Regions from separate parts of the Rattus norvegicus genome. Here region 2 is linked to region 1. A link is a contact called in public Hi-C data. All regions are on one chromosome and are shown on one strand. The core of a region is the stretch at or near the end of the contact, and the rest is flanking DNA. Distances in the headings are between cores, read along the strand shown. Region 1 overlaps Macf1 (microtubule-actin crosslinking factor 1). Region 2 overlaps Macf1 (microtubule-actin crosslinking factor 1).

Region 1 (6,747 bases), core at 2,149-4,648:
TAGGAATAAAGTGTATCAATAACTCTTCTACTTCTCCCTCCCAATGGAGCAAGCACCGAGGGCTGCTGCCCCACACAGCCTTCTTAGAAGGAAGAAGCTCACCAGTTTGATGCCCGAGAGGACCTCTAACAGAGAGATCAGGTTGTGTCCATCCCGAAGGTCTTCATAGAGATCATTGATGTGCTTGCGGACCTGTAAGGAGAGTATGACAAGCCAGTCATTACCTGGTCTAGAATCATTTGATCACCTCCAAAGAATGTCTGGTTCTAGAAAAACCTATAAATTAAAAAATGTGAATCAAGAAGCAATCATAAAACTCAGGAATTTTCATGTTCGAGTAAAATCCATATGGAATAATAGTGTTTTTATCCCACCATATGTGCTTCCTAAGCTAAAGCCAGATTGATCATATACTAAACACTGGGCAATATTCTAGAAAGTCTAGAAAAGGAGACGGAGACTCATCCATCCAGAAAACATTTCAAGAATGACTGTGGAGTAAAATGTGATTGGTGGAGGGCTAAGATGGATATTCTTATATCCGTTTTTGAAAAGATAGGTAAAGGATGTTGTACCTGTTAGTACCTGTGTATCATGTGCACGCCATGGGGTTCAATCTCAGTGCAATAAAAGCACAGGGCCAAGGGAACCAAACTTACATACAAATACAGGACAAGTGGGAGTGAGGCAGCCTGGTAACCCCAGATAGATTTCTGAATTAGTGGGTTTCTAGAGTGCAGGAGGGGAGTCCATAGTGAGTAATTAGATGCAATTGTCTCTAAGACAAAGTCTAACACACTAAAAAACAGGTAACAGCTAACCTTTACCCAGAAAGACTTGTGCTCAACAGAAGGCACAGAAGTAGAGTCCAGGAAAATCTACTGAAGCCAGAGAGTGAGGAGAGTGACCTCTCCGTCTCTGGACTCAGAGGATGTGCTCAATCAGAGGAACGTATCTTGTAGTCTAAGCTACTGGACGGTGGTGGTGGTGGTGGTGGTGGTGGTGGTGGTGGTGGTGGTGGTGGTGGTGGTGGTGGTGGTGGTGGTGGTGGCGGCGGCGGTGGTAGAGGAAAATCCACAAAAGGTTGCTTTACCACTTTTAACAGACAAGTTTTTTTTTAAATATTTTATTTTTTTAAGATTTATTCATTTATTATATATAAGTACACTGTAGCTGTCTTCAGATACACCAGAAGAGGGCATCGGGTCTCTTTACAGATGGTTGTGAGCCACCATGTGGTTGCTGGGGATTGAACTCATGACCTCTGGAAGAGCAGTCGGTGCTCTTAACCGCTGAGCCATCTCTCCAGCCCCTAACAGACAAGTTTTAAGCTTAGAAGTGGAGAATCTACAGTTAAGGCCAAGTCAGATGGGAAGGGGGAAGAGTGTGAAAATCCCTACACCATTTGGAGAGTAGTGGATCCTCTTCTCAAGTAGCCTGAGCAGGAGCCACCTTTCAAGCAGTGCAGGCAACCCTTAGTTACCCTATATTCAAATGGCTCCTCAGTTAGGCAGGGAGGTCGGATGTGGCATTCCACACTGGGAATCTCAGCACTTGAAAGAATGAAATAGCAAGCAGGTACGTTTGAGGCCACCTGGGCTTGAGTGAGATTCTGCCTCAAAAACCATAGAACAAGAAGGAAAAGAGAGGGGAGAGGAAGGAGGGGGCAGGAAAGAGGAAAGAAAAGGGGAGAACTGGAAATGACAGTGGAAATATATACTGATATAACTGGAATTCTTACTAAAATTCCAAGGTCTGTGGCTTCTAGACTGTACACATGAATAAAAATGAAAAGAATCATTCTATCTGTTGGGTTTCAGACTTGGGCCAAGTGGCCAAGGTGCATATTTTACATACCCAAGCAGACCTGGTGCCCAGGTTCTCCCAGTACCCCTAGGTCCCTACCTGACATACCCCACCCTCAACTCTGAACTTTCCAGCCCAGGAGCTAGGCTGCCCTTCCCCCAGAGGCTCTTCCCCACCCTACGTAAATCTGACATTCTGGTCCCCCTCTTTTCTCTGTCAGTGTTGTCAACATCATCTCCTCCTCTTCCCCTCCTTTTCCTTCTCCCTCTAGGCTTTTTCTCTATGTCTTCTCCCTCCCCTGGCAATTTCCCTTGCTTCCTTGGGGTCAGTGAGTTCACCCAACTGAGAACAGCTTCCCAATTAACCAAGGGGGGAGGGGGTTAGATTTGGCTTAAATTGGTTCGTTTTACTGGAAGATAAATAAAATAATTTATCTGAGGAAACATAATCACATCCTTTTTGTTTTAAGACAGAGACTTCTTTATAACCCAGGCTAGTCTTGAACTCACAGCAATCCTCCCAACCTGAGTGCTGGTTTTGTAGATATGGCATACCATGCCCAGCATCCCATTGTTTTCTTGGGAGTCTCTTTGGGAATATCTATCTTATAAGTTACAAGAATTTAGACACAATCTTCCTATTGTCAACATTGATAAAATTTAAACACAGCCAGATTTTCCTTTTTTGATGATTCTTGCACAAAGAACGGGGTTTATGTTTGTGGGCTTGACCTTTAAGTTAGGCTGTTTATACATTTTAGATGCTTATATTCCTAACAAATGTCTTCTACCACTGGATCAGTCCTGCTTACAATTAATAAAGGAGTTCATTTTCTCACTCTAGAGCCCAAGAGATTCTAGATTAACTAAATCTAAAACGATAAGCTTATTTGCTGTTGTTCCTACACTGGCCTATTGGCCAGAGAATTGATCTGAGTGTACTTAGCCAAGTTGACAGAGTTTCACAAAATTTTACTCCCTAACTTTCTTTTTTTTTTTTTTTTTTTTGGGAGCTGGGGACCGAACCCAGGGCCTTGCGCTTCCTAGGTAAGCGCTCTACCACTGAGCTAAATCCCCAGCCCCCCCTAACTTTCAACCCACAAAGTTCAAAGAATTCAATCTTAATACAATGATTCTAGTTACCAGTGGATCTCATATTCTCTCCCCCCCCCCCCCCCCCGTCTCCTCTCCTCTCCTCCCTTCCTCCCCTCCTCTACCACTGAGCTAAATCCCCAGCCCCCCCTAACTTTCAACCCACAAAGTTCAAAGAATTCAATCTTAATACAATGATTCTAGTTACCAGTGGATCTCATATTCTCTCCCCCCCCCCCCCCGTCTCCTCTCCTCTCCTCCCTTCCTCCCCTCCTCTCCTCTCCTCTCCTCTCCTCTCCTCCCTCCCTGTCTCAATATTATGAGATGAAAAAGAGCTGTTAGAACTTTAAATCTGAGAGCCTGGAAAAGGATAAAAAATAGGAAAGGGTTTAAGCAAAGCTCTGGCTGGCCTCCAATGCCTGACACTGCTGTGCTGTGTTTCTGAGTCCCTTTCCTAGGCCTCCTGCCATCACACAGCAGTGAGGTAAAGGTCCAACAGGCACCATCAGCACAAAGGAGCATCGGGGCCCAAGCATTTGAATCCAAATACAAAGTTTGGTAGTCCAGTTTAGATCAGTGCTCTTGGCTCATCCAACTGTTAATAATGGCATGGAGGCCATGTTAAGTAGAAAGGCCTAGGAGTGTTGGTCATGTGATTTAGGACTGTCCCTTACCTCATTCTCTCACCGCATGATCTTGGGGAGGTCATCTCCCTAATTTCACCCTCTTTTGTAGTGAAAACTGAGAAGATTATATTCTAAAATCCACAAAAGATAGCTCCACTATTTAGGTCAAGGTTTTGGGATGTTCTTGTAAAAAGAAATCAGGTAAAATGTACTCCATAAGCTATAAAGCATTATGACTATTATTTACTCAAGGTAACATGTATTTATTGGATATCTCTCATGTCCCAGTGCTTACGGAAAAGTGATATTATACTGCCTTGATCTCTAGAGGGAGCCGATATGCAAACATGCAGGCATCTGCTCCACATGACACACAGTAGAGATGAAATTGTGAGTGATTTAGTCCAAGGAACACAGATCAGAACGATTATATGCCTCAGCCAAAAATGGTTAGTAGGCAGTGGCTCAGGGGCAAAGGAGACTGAGGTGTGTGCGCTTTCTAGGGAGAGGAACAAAGAGAGCAGTAGAAAAGTACAAAGACTTTAGGGAACAGTAGTTCTTGGTGTGACTACAGTGTAAGTTCCATAAAGGAGACTGGAAATGAAGCTGGACAGGTCGAGAAGAACTCACAGAGAGGCAGACCATCTGTACCATCAAATCGAGATAACAGGTAGCCACTCATGGAATTTACAGCAGTAAATAATCTTTTGGTTGCTGTTTTTGCTCCACCCCATCTCTCACCTGACTTTTTTTGTCCTGACACTACAAAAAACAAGACACAGTATAGTTAGATTTAATTCTCAGCTCCACACAACCTAGATTCACTTGAAAAGAGAGTCTCAACAAGGGCTGCCCAGAACAGGTTGACCTCCAGGCATGCCTATGGAGATTTTTCTTAATTGGGTTAATTGAGATGTGAAGACCCACATGGTCTCATGTGGCTAGACTCTGAGCTTGGCCCTGAACTGGTTAAGAGCAAGCATGTGTATATTTATTTCTCTGCTCTTAACTATGGATGCAGTGTGGCTAACTGCTTCAAGTCCCTGTGGTGGCCTCCCACAATGATGGGCTGTGACCTGGAATTGTACCCACATAAACCCTTTTCCCCTAAAGTTGTTTTATCAGAATACATTCTAGCAGCAATGGAAATAAAGATACAATCTAAAAACAAAACCAAATATCACTTTAGCAGAAAGATTCAGAACAAGGCACCTGAACACTCTAACAGAAGTACCTAAGAAATACAAGGAGGTGCACAAAGGAAAGGATAATCGATTCTACATGAGAGACTCAGGGAAATATTTAAAGATAGTAAGTTGATAGGCAAAACAGCCAGAGGGAGAGCAGAGCAAAGATAAAAGAAATAAAATAGCATACCTCACAGTTCAGCAAGAGCTTTAGATAGGAGAGGAATTTGGCACTAAGGGGCGGGGGTGAGGTGGGGGGTAGGAAAGTATGCAGTGGTCCCACTTCTCCTCAGGCTGACAGGCAGTTAATGGTTGTTGAGGAAAAGATACTTTCTTAGCAGCAGCCACTGATAAGTTGAGAAAACTCTAATTAAACTTACTGCTCCCCCACCCCACCCTCCACAACACGAACACACACAAAAGGCAGAAGCCAGAGCCAATTTTGGAGGTTAAGAATATGTGTTGCAAACTTTAATTAGCTGAGGTTTAAATTTTCAGTTTGCTTATTTTTAGTAGTGTGACTTTGAACAAGCTGCACACCTCCTAAACCTCATTTTCCTCACTGATAAAATAAGGTTATTAATAGAACATTCAGCAACACAGTCACTGAAGGACTGTGAGCTAACCCAAGAGAAAGACTTACTATAAACCTTCTGGGTTATTGGAAGTCATCAATAAACTCGTACTAATAGCACAATCAGTACTATTAGAGAGTACTTTGTTAAGAAACTATTACAGAGGAGTTGGGGATTTAGCTCAGCGGTAGAGCACTTGCCTAGCGAGCGCAAGGCCCTGGGTTCGGTCCCCAGCTCCAAAAAAAAGAAAAGGAAAAAAAAAAAAAGAAACTATTACAGAGCTCAAAGAAATGAAGAAGCCCTAGGCAGGGACAGAATCGACAGGTGTAGAGAACACAGGAGCAAGTCACCTTTCTGAGCTGAATTATTGGACTGGGTAGCAAGGGGCAAACAGATTACTATTGGCAGTCTTGAGTCAAATATTAATCTAGGTTTCTTAACTGGACAACAAGTAAGGTATTTAGCGATTTAAGATGTGTCAAATAAAGGAAATGGCTGGACAACGTCCAGATGAGTCTGGGGCTTGAGGTAAAGTGTAGGAAAGGCTTTTTATCAGTTCTTGTGGTTTGAAAATCACCCTCACTGTAGTTGCCACTGAACTCCTCCGGTCCGAAGGAGCCATGTTTGAATATGTAACGACCTGAACAACTAATCCAACTGAGAAAAAGAAAAACCAAACTTGTGTGTATGTCTTTAGAGCCATGTGGCTCTCAGATGTGCCATCCCATCTGAATATGGACCTTAGAACCAACTCTCCAGCCCTATGGAATAACTTTTATTCTAAGTTAGAAGTGGTGTTCTTAGGATCTTAGGAACCACTGCCTGGTACCCCCCACCTCACTGCGCTGAGGTAGTACATGGAACACTGTTGATGAGCTGATGTGGAGACAGCTCAGCAGTCCAAGTGTTTGTCACGTAAGCACAAGGACTGGAGTGGGGTTGGGGGTAAGAAAAGCCTGGGATTTCAGACACCCACATAAATGCTGGGTAGGTACGGTGCCTGCCTGCAATTACAGCCTTGGAAGGCAGACATAGGAATCCTCAGAGCAAGCTGGCTAGCAAGACTAACTTTACCAATAAGTTCTGCCTCAATTAAAAAAATGGAAAACTCAATCGGACATCAAGCTCTACTTTGGCTTCCACATACACAAGAACTCATATACACACAAGCAAACACACACACACACACACACACACACACACACACACACACACACACAGAGTAAATACTAGGGAAACATATGAAAGCATCTTACCTTCATCAAGTGCTTGTTGACCCACTTGGTGAATGTTTTCTTTTGCACCCGGTCCCGCTCATCTGCAAAAGAGAAACAGAAGAGGTTCTCACTTAGCGCCACACCGTGCCCTGGCCACACCCCAGTTTCTCTAAAACCAACATAAAAGGTTGACTTTAGATACAGAGCCATAGACAACAACTTCTTGTTAGAAAGATCTAGCTAAT
Region 2 (6,747 bases), core at 2,465-4,964, 120 kb after region 1:
AAATTAAAAGCTGGTATGCTGATACCAGGGTTACACAGTAAGACCCTGAACAAACACAAGGACAAAGCCTGAACCTCGCAGTAAGCTAGCTCACAGAGGCTGTCTTTGTCCCCACAGCACTTGTCAGGTCCCATAACTGTTTGTGTATTTCTTCGCCTTGCTAGATGTGAATAACCAGGGCAGGAACCAGACCTCATTCATAAGCCTAGTGTCTCCAGCGCCCAACACTATCACCAGCAATGAGATTTAATAGTCATATGTTGAGGGATGGAGGGGGGTTCTCTTGGTTGCTGCCCACTCTGAAATGTTAGCATCTGGTTATCTAATGCTCCTTGTTTACCAGCCAGTTCTCTGAAACAGCCTTGGGGATACTTGGGAAATGAAGGAGAGCATTTATGTCCATGCTGAATCTTCTATCCCTGCCAAAACCATGTTCGCTACCAACACACAGGGTAATAGTTGCCAAGCAGTTCTGGAAAATCCTGACAACCATTCCTAATAAAGGTGCTTTATAGACAGCTCCGCTCAGTTCACACTGCAACTGCATTATTTGTCATTTTAGTCTCTTCTAGAAGCAATTTATATAGCTGAGAACCACAGCCCTCCCTCTCAACATGAAAACCCCACTTTATTTTACATAATAATTCTTCACATTATTACAGCAAGGATGCAGCTAACTCAGGCCTGCCAATGAGGCCAACGGTAATATAAAATCCCCATAGCTCTCCAAACCACACACACACACACACACACACACACACACACACACACAAACACACACACACACACACACAAAATGAAGCGAACAGTAATATAAAATCCCCATAGCTCTCCAAAACCACACACACACACACACACACACACACACACACAATGAAGCCAACAGTAATATAAAATCCCCATAGCTCTCCAACCCCCCCCACACACACACACACAGAGGTTTTTTGAGACAGGGTTTCTCTGTATAGTCCTGGCTGTTCTAGAACTTGATTTGTGAGTTCTCCCCCTACCTCTGCCTCCCAAGTACTGAGATTTAAGGCATTTGCCACCACCTGGCAACTTTTTTTTTTTTTAATTTTGAAACATGGTCTCACTACATAATAGCCTTTGGCTAGCCTCCAACTCAAAGATCTGTTTGCCTCTGCCTCCCACGTACTGGAATTAAAGGCATGTGTGCATGCTAAATGTTTTCAAGATTATTTGTTTATGTGTATGTGTGTGCCTCCATGAATTCATGTGTGCCATATTTGTGCCTGGTACACAATGACACCAAGAGAGGTTTGTCAGATCCCCTGGAAGTGAAGTCACAAGAGATGATAAGCTGCCACACTGCTGCTTGGAACTGGACCCTGCTCCTCGGCAAGAGAAGCACAAGCTCTTATCTGTTGAGCCATCTCTCCCACCACAGAGTCGGTTTTTGTTTTTAAGGACTGATAGGATAGGAATGGAGAGACTGCTCAGCAGTTAAGAAGAGCACCTGTCGCTCTTGCGAGGTCCTAGGTTTGATTCCTAACAACTATGTGGAGACTCCTAATGACCCAGAAATGCAGTCCCAACAGGGGAGCCAACACCCTCTTCTGACCTCCTCCAGCACCAGGTACACATGTGGTGTACACAGCCATACATGTAAGCAAAAAACTCAGGCAAAAATAAATAAATTAAATTAAAAATAAATAAATAAAAATAAAGTGTCTTTAAGAAATAAACAGGCTTGTGTCTGAGAAGAATCAAATTCCTACACACTGGATCAAAGTCCATCAGAGTAAAGCCAAACTGAGTGAGATGTCTGAAAAGTCTGAGCCGTGCTAACCCATCCAGGAACAAGCCCTACTTCCTCTTTGCCATAACAGGGAGCCCAACTTCCTTTCAGCTAGAAGCCATCAGCAACTTGACCCTGGGAGGTACTGAGATTTCTTCCTATTTGTGTTTTAATTCTACTGGTTGAAAGCAGTCAAAGCCAGTGACAGCCCCAGCGTATCCTCCCTCGGAGGAGTGCAAAGCAAAAGCCTGCAAAGGAAACTTAATGGAACCATTCAGCGAGCAGCAGTTTTTCAATGAAGTTTAGCCGCACAACCTAACCTCTTTGTGCACTGCAATAATCCCCATTTCTTAAGAGAAGTGGGGGAGCTGACAGAAACTCCCTGCAGGCAGGAAAACTGGACAACTTACAGGAGCTGATACAGCAAAAATCAAATAGAATCCCTAGTGGGTCTTTTACCATTTCATCTGATTTCCCCCCATGCTGCACTCCCAAGTAGAGTTCTAATGGGGGACAGGGGGAGTGGCGGGGGGAGGGGAGAGGCGGAGGGGGGGCCTTACAGCTTTGTCTTTAGTTTCCCTTCACTGGGTAGGTGTGGTAAATAAGTATGCTGGCGTCAGTCATACGGGTTGAAGATTTCTCTCCTTCACATGGAAAGAAAGGCAAGGCTAGTCACTAGAGACCAGCTTTGGCGGGGGAGGGGTGGCTGTGAAGTTTCTGGGAAAATCAACATCTCCAAAGAGAGTGCAGTCCAGAGCACACTGAATATAAATCAAAGCTGGGGCTCCAGGGCCACGCACCCCTGCCTTCCACTCGGGGCGGTTAAGGAAAGGCAGTCCGCAGCCCTGCTGGCCTGTCAAAACTTTCTCTGCGTGCACTCAGCGGAGATTAGACATTAACTCGCTGAACTGCTTCGCAAGACAGCCTCCAGGGGCTGAAATCCGAGCTCCGAGACCAATCTTTATTTCTGAGAGGAAAAAAAAAATAATAATGCTAACTAGACCCCTGCCTCAACCAGGCAGGCCCAGACATTAAGGAGGGTGGCCTGGGGGTGGGGAGGCCTCCCCACAGAAATCTGCACACTCACCGGCCACGCCGCCCACCCGACCCCCACGACCCCCTGGGTGCTCGCCATCCTAGGCTCCCTCTCGACAACTCTTGATAGTCAAAGAGACAAAAGCGGGCGGGCGACCCCCGGAGATCCACCGCAGGGAAGCTCGCCCCGGGAAACCGAATGAGAGCGTCTCCCTCGAGCCCAACTCCTCCTCCACCAGAGTCCCAGAGCAGGCGGTCTCCCGAGCCAGCTCCACGTCTCTCCTCCTTCGGATCCGGCCAGATAATAGAGCAAACAGTGTGACTGGAGATATGAGAGCGCCGAGCGCCGGCCGGGGAGCGGGGCTCCGAGGCTTATCTCAACTCTACCAGAAGCCGGCGGCCGCAGCTCCTGGCCCAGCCCCGCGCCGGTGGACGCGCCCCCCGCCCGCCTCCCCACCTGCACCGGGCCGAGCCGCTCCGGCTCCCGCCAGCGCCGGCCCGGCCGCAGCCTCACCTTTGTAGCGCTCCAGCACATCCTCGTATGCCTGCACGAACTCCTTCTCCTGGCTGCGGTTGGCCGGCTGCTGACCCGGCACGTAGCCGGCCATGGCTGCCCGCGCCGCGCTCTGCCCGGGCCCCGAGGGGCTCCGGCTCCAGGCCCGCGCGCCGAGGCGGCGGCGGCGGCGTCCCCAGCCTCGGCCTTTGTGCGGTTCTGTGGCGGCGGCGCCTTCGCTCTCTCGCTCTCCGCTCTGCGTCTGTCTCGCTCGGCCCGGCAGTCGCTCTCGGCTCCCTCAGACCGCTCGCACCCGGCCGGCTCGCGCTCCGCCGGTCCCGGCTCGCGTTTCCGCCTCCCCACCCCTCGGCTCCGCTCCTCCCTCAGCCCGCCCCGGCGCGACGGCGGCGGCGCCTCCTGTCAGGAGCGCCAGGCCGGGCCGGTTCCCCGCCCCTCAGCCCGCCGCCTCCGCCGCCGGGCGCGTCCTCAGTCCCGCGACTGCAGCCTGCTGGGCCGGGAGGGCGGCCGACCACCGCCCGGGCGGGCCGCGAGCGGGAGCGGGGCACGGAAGAGGCCGGCCGACGCCTGAGGCCCGCCGCCAGGAGGCCCCCCTGCACGTCAGAACAGGAGGCCGAGCGGGCCGCAGAGGCCGGGAGACCCCCGGGCCGACCCAAGCTGGGCCGCAGCCCTACTCAGCGCTAACATACACCGGCAGCCGGGACAAAGGAGGGAGCCACGGGCTGGGCCTGTGCGGCTGCGGGAAAAGGTCCTAGAGAAAACCTTGAAGGCAGAAGCAAAAGACCAAGATGCCTCACATCCAAGGCCACACTGCTCCAGAACCAAGACAAGAGCAAGACCCAGCCAGGACTGATATATATGTGAGGCCGAAGGGCTCACAAAGAAGCCCGGGAACAAAGGATTGTCCAGAAACAGACGAAACTGAAGTGGAAGCGAGGGGGACAGAGCCATCACCATAAAGTAAACCAGGCCAAGGAGCAAAGCCTGAGAGATGACAACTGAGAGAGTGATGAAAACAGGATTCTGAGTGCACATGGGGGGAGGGCATAAATCCAGGGGGGAAGAGACCCAATAGGATTACTAAACTGTGACAGCCCTCTCAACCGAGCGACCTAAATCAAAAGGGAGAAATGTGGGAACCTGAGGCTGCACCACGACTGCCAGGGAACAAAGGAAGGATTCTGGAGCAAAACTGGTTAGGGCAACGCGAGGGAAGCCAGTAGCCAGTTATTCTCAGCCCTGGAGGGGGAAAAAAAAAAGGGAAACGTAAATACGAGCAGGGATTTATTTAGGACCATTTTGTAAAGGGTTCCCAGCGTCATCAGGTTCTCCATTTAGTTGTATATCATTCAATCCCACTAGTCATGGGTTGACTAGAACCAAAAGCAATGAATGAGGAATTCCAAGATGGTAGCTCACACCTGTAGTCCTAGCCCTCAAGAGGCCGAAGCAGAATTGCTACAAGTTCAAGGTCTGTCTGGGCCTCAGAGTAAGACTGTCTCAAACAAACAAAACTGATACTTTTAGCCCACTTTTGGCCCACTCAGCCGTCGTTGACTTGTTTTCCGGGAAACGGGGAAGTGGCTGTGGTAATAACTTAGACTAGTAAATGTCACAGCAAAGACACATGAGCAAGTAGAAGAAGATTGCATATGGCATTGAGCAACCAAAGTGGCCGCTTGGAATTCCATTTCAGTTCTCATTCTTCAGAGTGAAGAAGGAGCCTCTTACCCTAGAGCAAGAACTGTAACTTTGTACCTTTCGAATGATGTCAAGTATTTGGTCAGTCATTGCTCAGCACATTAATTACATGAAATGATGCTTTTCACTAATGGATGCAATCATAGCTTTCCACATCACAGAGCAGGTGAGCAAATAATTAATCATATCTCTTCCCATCAATTTTTGCTGAGCTTCCCAATCTCTGTACAGAGAGGGCCTGAAAGAGGACAAGGAAATTCCTTGGGGCAAATGCTCATGTCTTTCCAGGCTTACTGTGTTCTAAACACACACACACACACACACACACACACACACACACACACAAGTTCACTGATTGAGGTCGGATGCTAATGAGTTCAGCCTAGAAACACAAAGAGAATAAGTCTTTAGCAGTATTTTTTTTTTCCTGAAGAGTAAAAGGCATTTAACAGTGAAAAGGAGTTGGTACGGTACTTGATAGCAAGTGCTTTCTTTCTTTCTTTTTTCAAAACAGCAGACACTAATAGAGAATTGCTAGTTCTGGAGCCCTTGACTGTGTAAGTGCTGAGTCACTGCATTTCCTATACTATTTTATACCAGTAGCGCTAAGGAGGCCTAGATGAAATGCACATCCACGGGCCTCCACCCTCACCCCTTTACCAGCAGCACCCGCCTCCTCCCTCAGTTCATCACATCAAATAGAAAAGTACCCCCCCTCCCCTCCTAGGCTACACATGGCAGTTTGTGAACAGGTTCCTCAAGAATTATGACTGATACTTGCCGAAGCTTGGGAAATAGCAGAGGGAATAGTCTACTGTGCTGAACAGGTTCTGTGGAAAACTGGGCAGCTAGAGAAGATTAAGTAAAAGGTTGAGATTCCTCTTAAGAAGAAAAAGCCAGGTGTGGTGGTGGCGTGTGCCTTTGAACCTCACACTCGAGAGGCAGAGGTTGGAGCATCAGTCAGTGAGAGGCCAACCTGGTCTACACTGTGACAAGGCTACACAGTGAGACCTTGTCCTCCCACTTAACCCTACCCCCCACCTTCAGCAAGAAGGAAAAAGCAACACAGGAGAGCTTCCAACAAACCAGTAACCAGGCATTCGGAAGGCTGAGGCAAGAGAACTGTAAATTTGAGGGCAGTCTAAACTTATATTTATATATGGTGACACCCAGCCTCAAAAAGGAAGAAAAGAAAAGAAACCTGGTAATTAGGAAGAGGCTCGGGTTTGCACTGTGGCTAGAGTGCCTCCCTCCAACCCTAGTTGCTTTCTTGATGAAATTTGCATTTAAATGCTCTCCTGAGAGTTTGAAGTGAGGCATTCTTCTAATGAATGGGAAAGGGAAGTCCACGTGTTTGGCCGATGTTCCTGGTTCATACAGAGACATTTTTACTAGGCTAGAGGGAACAAAGCTTGGGGGTGGGGGGAAGAATGCCTACCAAAGTGCAATTTTTGTTTTTGTTTTACTTTTGTTTTTCCAAGCAAGAACCTTAAGTTTATAGCCAAACCGTACAATCCATTAGCTCTGAGGTTTTTGTGGGCCTGCTGTTGAATTTCTAAAGAGGTTGGTTGCCTTGGAAGAATCAGAGAGCAGGACGGACTTAGGAGGACATCTAGTGGTAGATGTGAGTAATGCAAGGAAATAACTCAGAATCCTCCCTTTCTAGCCAAGTGCCCCTCCCCCAAAAGCCTCAACACATTTTTCAATACTCAAATATGCTTCTCTTATCTCGGAGCCTTTC

The links. A called contact is a pair of places that touch in the nucleus more often than the background predicts.
Region 2: a contact with region 1 is called in a Hi-C map of liver, with 3 times the contacts expected there. The contact joins two enhancer-like sites. A contact is called at or near these places in 11 of 12 Hi-C or Micro-C datasets (the A7r5 cell line, the Rat2 cell line, frontal cortex and 6 more) and 1 of 1 datasets of contacts at active chromatin or transcription factors (oligodendrocytes).

Annotation. Positions count from the first base shown.
Region 1 is chr5:141,092,278-141,099,024 of GRCr8, forward strand. Macf1 (microtubule-actin crosslinking factor 1) reads right to left here. Exons shown (of 99, transcript NM_001135758.3): 3 at 6,542-6,603; 4 at 103-192. Among named protein-coding and RNA genes, the nearest start is that of Macf1l1, 130 kb to the left of the region's middle. Within about 2 kb of position 3,399, at least 9 of the 93 cell types and tissues checked have an H3K27ac peak or open chromatin away from gene starts, as enhancers often do. A contact at or near this core is called in liver, where this site is marked.
Region 2 is chr5:141,207,872-141,214,618 of GRCr8, forward strand. All of the region lies in intron 2 of Macf1 (microtubule-actin crosslinking factor 1), which reads right to left. Among named protein-coding and RNA genes, the nearest start is that of Macf1, 23 kb to the right of the region's middle. Within about 2 kb of position 3,715, at least 64 of the 93 cell types and tissues checked have an H3K27ac peak or open chromatin away from gene starts, as enhancers often do. A contact at or near this core is called in liver, where this site is marked.